3 separate regions of the Sus scrofa genome follow, and all the other regions are linked to region 1. Evidence: chromatin contacts called from public Hi-C and HiChIP or PLAC-seq data. All regions are on one chromosome and are shown on one strand. The core of a region is the stretch at or near the end of the contact, and the rest is flanking DNA. Distances in the headings are between cores, read along the strand shown. Region 1 holds the start of PAIP1 (polyadenylate-binding protein-interacting protein 1). Region 2 holds the start of CCL28 (C-C motif chemokine ligand 28). Region 3 holds the start of TMEM267 (transmembrane protein 267).

Region 1 (2,790 bases), core at 170-2,669:
ATAAAAAGTCCAGGCAAGAGGTGACTGATGACTACATAAAAGAAAGGATTTTTGGTATAAGCATTACCTCATCTAATTTTTAAAGTGTAACCTTGTCTTTGTAATATATGCCACTGCTACTTATTATAAGTATACTCATTATACTTATTACATAAGTGAGGAAAGAGGCTCAGTGGAACTAACTCCTTTACTTACCCAGGATCACATAGGCATTAAGGGGCACCACCAGGATCCAGACCAGAACTTCGACCTATTTTGAATCCTACATGCTTTCTCAACACCAAGGCACCACACTTCTTGCTAGCTTCCTTCCCTGGCTTCATTGTTTTTGCCACCAATCAACAGCATGAATCATTTATTCATGACTGCCTTCATTAAAGCCATTTTCCTCTTTCATTTAAGTGAAGACGTTAATGTTTTCTTTATTAGCAAGAAAATGGTTAACAAGAAGTTTTATTCTTAACTGAAATTATTCTCAAGCTTAACAAGATTGAAAAGCAGTAAGCCTTGCTTAAAACACAGAATTTGTGAAGATGTTTCAGTCTAACAGTTAAGAAATATTTTTTCTCCTTTTCATTACTTATATCATCCCTCATTTGGCTTTAGCACTGTCAGACTTGACTTAAACACACACACACACACACACACACTAACTTATACATAATGTCTAGAACTTTGCTGTGCAGTGCAGTAGCCACTACACTTGAAATGTGCCTAATCCCGAGAAAGATATGCTGGAAATGCAAAGTATACTGATTTTGATTAATATGAAAAGAGAGAAAATATCTATTAATATCTTTCTTTTTCCTTCTTTTTAGGACTGCATCAGCAGCATATGGATGTTACCAGGCTAGGGGTCCAATCAAAGCTGCAGCTGCCCACTTAGTCACAGCAACTGGGATTCAAGCGGAGTCTGCAGCCTACACCACAACTCACAGCAAGGCTGGATCCTTAACCCGCTGAGCAAGGCTAGGGATCCAGCCAGCATCCTCTTGGATCCTAGTCGGCTTCATTACCACTGAGCCACAACAGGAACTCCTCATTAATATCTTTAATTACATGTTTTGAATGATACCATTTGGGATCTATTGGACTAAGTAAAATATATTATCAAAATTAATTTCACCTGTTTTTATTTTCCTTCGGGTAATGTGCCTTCTAGAAAATGTATAATTACGTAAGTGGCTTGCATTTGTGGCCCGCACTATATTTTGATTGGACAGCAGTGGTAGAAGATGAAAAAGAGGGGAGTTTTATTGAAAGGTAGCGTGTTTTCTTAAAATTTCTGGAGAGGATGAAAAAAGGGAAGAGAGTCAAGCTTGGCCCCAGCGTGACCTACCATGATAAATACTGGGACTTGAGAAGGACGTGGGCGGGGGGGCATGTTTAGATTCCGTTCCTATTTCCCCCCCCCCCCCCGCGGCTAACGTTGCGGGTGGCAAAGAGCTTCCAGAGCCCCCTTCCCGACCAACCCTCGGGTCTCGCCGGCGCCGGGTCATTGAACACACCTGCGCGCCCACGGAGGTGCGCGTCCGCGAACCCTGGCGCCGGCTCACGCCCCCTCCCCCCGTATTTTTATTTTCCCGGCATCAACCGTCAGTCTCGCACTTCTCTCCTGAGAACCACCGAGTAAGCAGACCCTTTCAGGGGTAAGCGCCCCTCTCTGCCCCCAGCCCGGTTCCGTTTGCCGGGATGCCCCCGCGGCGGGCAGGGCTATCTAAAGGCCTAGGTGCCGCTTGTCCGGCGGCCTGCTGGGCCGCGGCAGCCCGCCCGCCGGGAACGGGAGGAGCTGCGGCGGGCGTGCCCGGGGCCTCCGGGCCGCGGGGGGCCGCTGTGACCTGCCTTCGCCCCCGCCGCACCGAAGGCGGGGGAGCCGGGTTTTGGGGGAGAATCGGAAAAAGCTGAGGGTAGCCGAGGGGGGCGGGCGCTCCGGAGCGGCGGGTTCCGTGGGTGCTCCAGCTGCCGTCCGCCCCGCCCGAAGCGCGGGGAGCCGAGCAGGGCCCAGAGTCCTCCTCCTCCATGAGGCCCGAGTGAGCGCGGCGGCGAGAGCCGGCCCGCGGCGCCTCCCCCCGCGTCCTCTCCAGAGCGCAGCGGCAGCGGCCCCCGGAGGAGGAGGAGGAGGAGCATGTCGGACGGTTTCGATCGGGCCCCAGGTGCTGGTCGGGGCCGGAGCCGGGGCCTGGGCCGCGGAGGGGGCGGGCCTGAGGGCGGCGGTTTCCCGAACGGAGCGGGGCCTGCTGAGCGGCCGCGGCACCAGCCGCCGCCGCAGCCCAAAGCCCCGGGCTTCTTGCAGCCACCGCCGCTGCGCCAGCCCAGGACGGCCCCGCCGCCAGGGGCCCAGTGCGAGGTCCCCGCCGGCCCCCAGCGGCCTCCCCGGCCCGGGGCGCTCCCAGGTACGGAGCCGCTCTAGGGGACCCTGTCCTCCAGGGCCAACGCTTCCCCAGGCCCTCCGCGCGCGCCCGAAGTCGGCGCGCCGTCTTCCTCCCTCGGGTTCCCCGAAAGCATTCCCCAAAGGGCCCGGTTGTTGCGGGGTGGGGACGGGCCCGGAACGGGGTTTGGAGGGTGGCGGATCGAATTCTTTGTGCGCCCGGGCTGGGGGAGGGGCCCGGTGCGCTGTCCCCGAGTTCTGCTGTCCCGGGAGGAAGTAAAAATTGCCTCCCCCTCCCCAGCCCCCCGAGAGGGAGGCCTGAGGCGGGCAGCCACCTCTTTTTAACCGACTCCTTCGAAAAGAAAAAAGGAAAAAATAAGCCTGAAGCGTTCATTTAGGAAGCAGGTATGTTCATAAACGAA
Region 2 (2,790 bases), core at 87-2,586, 120 kb after region 1:
TGAGCCTTTTGGCAAGGTCTTCTTGCTCAGTGGCAGAGTTTGGAATGGCTGTTCTGCATGACAAGGTCTTCTCATTCTTTGCCTAGTTCTGTGCTTCCCCAAACTCTTCATTTCCCATTTTATTATAACTGCAGTTCTTGATAGTGAAATTGGAGCTTGGTTAAGTACCACAACTGACAGCTGAGGTACAGTTCTGACCTCAAGTTCCTGACCTTATAAAGCAGCAGTGCCCAATGCAAACATATGCAACTTAGAATGTTGAGGAGTCACATCAAAAAAGTACAAAGAAACAGGTGAAATTAATTTTAAGAATATATCTTAACTCAATATATCCAAATATTATCATTTGAGCATATAATCAAGATACAAATTATTAGATATTTTATATTTCTTTGTACCATATTTGAAATCCGGTGTGTGTACTGCACTTACAGCTCATGTGAATTTGGACTAGCACATTCCAGATGTTCAAGGGCCACATGTGGACAAGAAGCATGAGAGCGCCGTTAGAGGAAGCATGGCAGCACTTGGGATCACCCAGCCTGACATCTTCTTTACAGAAAAGTTAAGTACATTTGCTGAGGTTATGCAACCAATTAGCAGAAAAGACTGGATTAGAATCCAATTACCCTCAGCCTACCCTAGAGTTTTATTCACAAAGCTGATTAGTAGCAAGCTGGACTAGAACCCATACCTCCTCATGCCTGCTCAACCTGCTCTAGGGCTCTTTTTCATCAGGTACAACCTAGAGGGAAGAGGGCTCTCCACCTGTTTTATACCTTTCTTCTAAATAAACTAACAGCCTCACTGGAAGCATTTTGGCAGTAAACCAAAATCAGAGTGGGGTAGAATTTTTCCATCTTCCCACCAGATAATGTTTTTTATGACTTGCCACCTTTGTCCCCAGAAACTCTTAGTTTCAACAAGCTACTTAAAACTCTAATTCCTTTATATAATGGTTCTCAATGGAGGTGTCCATCAGAGTTGCCCATGGGGCTTTTTAAAAATTCATATTCCTGGTCCCCTACACCCAAATTCTGATTTATAAGTCTGTGGAGGAATTCATGGAGGTAGCTATTTTTTTTTTAATCGCTCCCAAGTTTTGATGCACACCTCAATCCACTAGGACCTCACCAGATGTCAGATCACCACTAACATCTTTCTTAAGAAAGAGCCTGGTCTCAAGGAAAGAAACATGAGAAACAGGTACCCTAGCACCTCCCAGGGCGGGGCTTTCTGGCTGGCTTTCCTCCTCGCTCTTTCTCTGCAACCAAGGACACTTTTAGCCTCATTTCCTGATCTTACAGCCTCACCTGCGGTGCTGCTGAGCGGCTGGGCAGGAATGCAGCACACAGGACTTGCTCTCGTGGCCTTGGCTGCCTGTGTGGCTCTTCATCCCTCGGAAGGTGAGTGAGGGGCTGACTATCTCAGCCTCCGGTGGAAGGAGGGGGGCTGCCTTCCAAGTTGGAGCTGGAGGGGGTGAGGTACTCCAGCAATTAGGGGCAGGAATTTCCAGTTATCTACATGAGAATGGCATAGGTTTAACTCCTCATCTCCAAGAGGCAACTTCAGGAAGGAACCTCATTTGAACAGGAATATCAGTAATTAGCCACAAGAAGGATGAGATCCTACCATACCAGTGCAACTTTGAGCAGTGCTTCTTTTTCTGATAACAGTATCTTAGAAAAATCTCCAGGTAGAGGCTAGGGGAAAATCCCCTATTATTCAACTGCTTCCCTCCCCTCACCCTGACCAGCTAAACTGTCTGAATACAAGTGCACATATTCCTGAAAATAAGACCAACTCAACCTTCTAGTATATGGTCTGGTAAGCTGCAAGCTATCTGAACAAAGTCAGGTCTGTGGACACTGAAAACCAAAATTTCAATCTGATCTTAAAAACGGGATACAGGATAAAGGAGACTGAACCATACAAATTACATCAAAAAGAACTTTTTTTTTTTCGTCTTTTGTCTTTTCAGGGCCGCACCCAGGCATATGGAGGTTCCCAGGCTAGGAGTCGAATTGGAGCTGTAGCCACCAGCCTACACCAGAGCTGAAGCAACACCAGATCCAAGCCGCATCTGCAACCTACACCACAGCTCATGGCAACACCAGATCCTTAACCCACTGAAAAAGGCCAGGGATTGAACCCACAACCTCATGGTTCCTAGTCAGATTTGTTTCTGCTGGACCACAACGGGAACTCCAAAGAGAACTTCAGTTGTGAGTTGCTAGCACATACATGTATAATCTCCATATGGAGATTATAACTATTTGGACTGGAGACAATCTTTTCTACTGTGTTCAGGAAACCGTAAATATAAGTATTTAATACTTGACTGATAAGACTCTTTTCTACTGTATTCTTTTCTGAAAATTTACCCTGAATAGATTCTCTAAATTCAGAACAGGTAAAATGTAAGTTTTGTTTGGTTTGCTTTTAAAAAAAACTAAGCCAGTATTTTAAAATGATTTCACATACACATACTCGTATATACACACATACAACTTGGATTTTAGAGACTCTTCTGAAAAATTATATCTGGCAAGAAATGGCTAGAGCAGACTAGCTCCTGCCCTTCTTTGAAGTGGCTATCAACTTATTAATTGCCTGGTTCCTCCTCTGTAGGCATTTGCTTAGAGATTCCAATACACTGCCCCAATGTACTGAGCTTGTATTGCTGAGCACAGGAAAAATCTGGATAATCAGTTCTTCTTCTCTATCCATCTATCTTATCAAGACAAAAAGCTTGCCATTTTATATTTCTGTAAATTTTGTGGAAAATGT
Region 3 (2,790 bases), core at 215-2,714, 74 kb after region 1:
GGGATCCGAGCTGAGTCTGTGACGTGCACCACAGCTCAGGGCAACACCGGATCCTTAACCCACTGAGCAAGGCCAGGGATTGAACCCGCAACCTCATGGCTCCTAGTTGGATTCATTTCTGCTGCACCACGATGGGAACTCCTGATTCAGTTTCTTTATTAATAATCAGTCTGGAATCAGTCTTGATAGGTTGATTATTTCTAGGAATCTCCATTTCTTTTAAGTTATCCAATATGTTGGCATATAATTATTCATAGTAGTCTCTTACGATCCTTTGTCTTGCTGTGGTATTGTAATTTTTTCTCTATTTTTATTTGAGTTCTTTTTTTTCTTGCTAGGTCTAGCTAAAGATTTGTCTATTTTGTTTATCTTTGCAAAAAAAACAGCTCTTTGTTGCTTTGACTTTTTCTGTTATGTGTAAGCTCCTTCCAGGGAGACTGCAGCAAGCTGGAGTAGGCCAGAGAGAATATGGAGCTATCACCTGCTGAGTGAGAACTCTGACCCTCAGGCATCAGCTTTTAAAGTATGCCAACAGGGAAAGACTGGGAGATCGAGGTTTTTGTTTGCTCAGAGCTGGGTGTTGTGGGGGCCTATCATGCACTTGGCAATCTTAAAAGTTGGAGCATTAGATGTTGGGTCTAAACCCTTTATTCCTCAGGAAGAAGCTGAGAATTGTGAGTTCCCCCCTGTTGGGCTAGGGGGGGTGGGGTTTATAGCGACAGTGTGTCTTTCCCATTTCAGTGTGGATATTTTCTCATTCACTCAATGTAAAGAAGTCCCTTGGTAGTTCCTGGAATTCGTACAGTGAGAATTGCTCTGTGTGTAGCTGGGGATTCAGTGTGTTGCTAGAGATTCAGTGTGTCTGTGGAGGGAAGTGAGTTCATGAACCTGCTACCTCATCAGCTTGGGACAGGACTCTTATGAAACCTTTTGTTCTGTACATTCCTACTCCATTCATCTAAATTTTTTATTTTCCTGTAATCCTATTCAAATAACAGCGTAGCTCTGCAACAGAGAACAGTTTTGCTTTCACTGATATTTAAGTTAAAAAAATACCCTACAGAGATTGTTTATATTCCTTTCATCTCTACTTTTGTTCCCTTTTATTCCCATATCACTTCTTTGCTTAAAGAAATGTTACTGAGGTTTTTAATTCTTTTATTTTCTCCCTATTGCCAAACCTCCATCCAAATACACACATACTCTCTTTTCCTTTCCCCGTCTTTTATACTCCAGTCAGTTTCCTCATCTATAAGAGATAGACTGGACAAGTTCTGAAGTCCAACTCTATTAAGAATCCAAGATATCTTCCTCCCAGTGTAGAAATATTTTACTATGAAGGCTAAGCTTTCTGAAATTCAAAGTAATTATAATGAATATTAGGGAAAAGCTCCTTAACTAAGCCACTAGTGTTACTGGAGAATAGTGGTGTCCTAAACCATATTTCTAACAAGAAAAATGAACAGTCTTCAGATCATTATAAACCCAAATCTTCAGAACTCTTGCTAAAAGAAGTTAATGAAAACAGTGTATCAGTGGCATTGAGAAAAACCTCTGAAATCCTTCAGGATATTGACTCTCTTCTATCAAACTCCAAAAGGTAAAAAATATTAAACCTTGAGGATGTTATTTCAAGTGACTGATAGAAAATTACTAGAAAGCCAAAAACTGATCTGTATGACTTTTGTACATTGATTACTTAATGAGAACTTGAACTTAAGGAGAGATTTTACACTAACTTGTAAATTTTAAATGTATATTTATATTTTATTAATAAAGAACTATTTAAAATTTTTGAACAATTTCTTACCTCAGATTTGAGAAGAAATTTTGTAAAATTGTAGAGTTGCTGATTTATCTTGTGGAGTTTTTGCTATTAATCAAATTTTCTTCATTTTAATATGCAGAATTGTGTACATTGGTCATTAGCTATTTTTTCTCTTCCAGTATTTTTCCGTAGAATCACGAAAAGAAAAAGATCTTAAGAAAACAAAACAAACTTAATGTAGACAATATTGCTTCAAGAATCGGGCACTTCAGATAAGCCTAAATTTTATCTGAACTGTCTTATACACCACATATTTTCATTTGTTTTGAACATCTCAAAAAATATGCTACAGGAGTTCCTGTCGTGGCTCAGCGTTAACAAACCCTACTAGCAATCATGAGGACATGGGTTCGATCCCTGGCCTTGCTAAGGGGCTTAAGGATCTGGCATTGCCATGAGCTGTGGTGGATGTCGCAGACACAGCTTGGATCCCGAGTTGCTGTGACTGTGGCATAGGCTGGCGGCTATAGCTCCGATTCAACCCCTAACCTGGGAACCTCCATATGCCGCGGGTGTGGCCCTAAAAAAAAGGACACACACAAAAAAATTATGCTACAAAGTATGTGAAACCAAAAGAAGTGAGCTCACCATAAGTGGCATTTACTTCACCTGCCTCTTAGGAAAGAATAAAATCATATACCTAAAAACATTTCAAGAAGTTCGTGTTTATGGTGCAGCAGAAACAAATGTGACTAATAACCACGAGGTTGTGGGTTCAGTCCCTGGCCTCGTCAGTGGGTTATGGATCTGGCATTGCCATGAGCTGTGGTATAGGTCGCAGACACAGCTTGGATCTGGTGTTGCTGTGGTGTAGGCCAGCAGCTGTAGCTCTGATTCGACCCCTAGCCTGGGACCTTCCATGTGCCATGCGTGCAGCCCTAAAAAGCAAAAAAGTAAAAAATTTTTAAAAAGATTTCAAGATTATACCAAATATAACCAGAAGTATTCTAATTGTGATTTAT

What was found. Hi-C and Micro-C count contacts between places; a contact is called where the count stands out from the background. HiChIP or PLAC-seq counts read pairs in DNA pulled down with a chosen protein or histone mark.
Region 2: a contact with region 1 is called in a Hi-C map of epiblast stem cells, with 2.8 times the contacts expected there. The contact joins the promoter of CCL28 here to the promoter of PAIP1 in region 1. A contact is called at or near these places in 1 of 47 Hi-C or Micro-C datasets (epiblast stem cells) and 1 of 2 datasets of contacts at active chromatin or transcription factors (alveolar macrophages).
Region 3: a contact with region 1 is called in an H3K27ac HiChIP or PLAC-seq map of alveolar macrophages. The contact joins the promoter of TMEM267 here to the promoter of PAIP1 in region 1. A contact is called at or near these places in 4 of 47 Hi-C or Micro-C datasets (heart right ventricle, liver and skeletal muscle) and 2 of 2 datasets of contacts at active chromatin or transcription factors (alveolar macrophages and skeletal muscle).

What each region holds. Positions count from the first base shown.
Region 1 is chr16:28,132,925-28,135,714 of Sscrofa11.1, reverse strand. PAIP1 (polyadenylate-binding protein-interacting protein 1) reads left to right here and starts at 1,419. Exons shown (of 11, transcript XM_005657616.3): 1 at 1,419-1,649.
Region 2 is chr16:28,009,405-28,012,194 of Sscrofa11.1, reverse strand. It overlaps CCL28 (C-C motif chemokine ligand 28), which reads left to right and starts at 1,336. Exons shown (of 3, transcript NM_001024695.1): 1 at 1,336-1,406. The coding sequence starts at 1,343.
Region 3 is chr16:28,059,307-28,062,096 of Sscrofa11.1, reverse strand. TMEM267 (transmembrane protein 267) reads left to right here and starts at 1,464. Exons shown (of 3, transcript XM_021077021.1): 1 at 1,464-1,600. C16H5orf34 reads left to right here. Exons shown (of 14, transcript XM_021077011.1): 14 at 1,411-1,800. The coding sequence ends at 1,604. It overlaps LOC106508158 (a long non-coding RNA gene), which reads right to left. Exons shown (of 4, transcript XR_002339773.1): 2 at 1,811-1,980.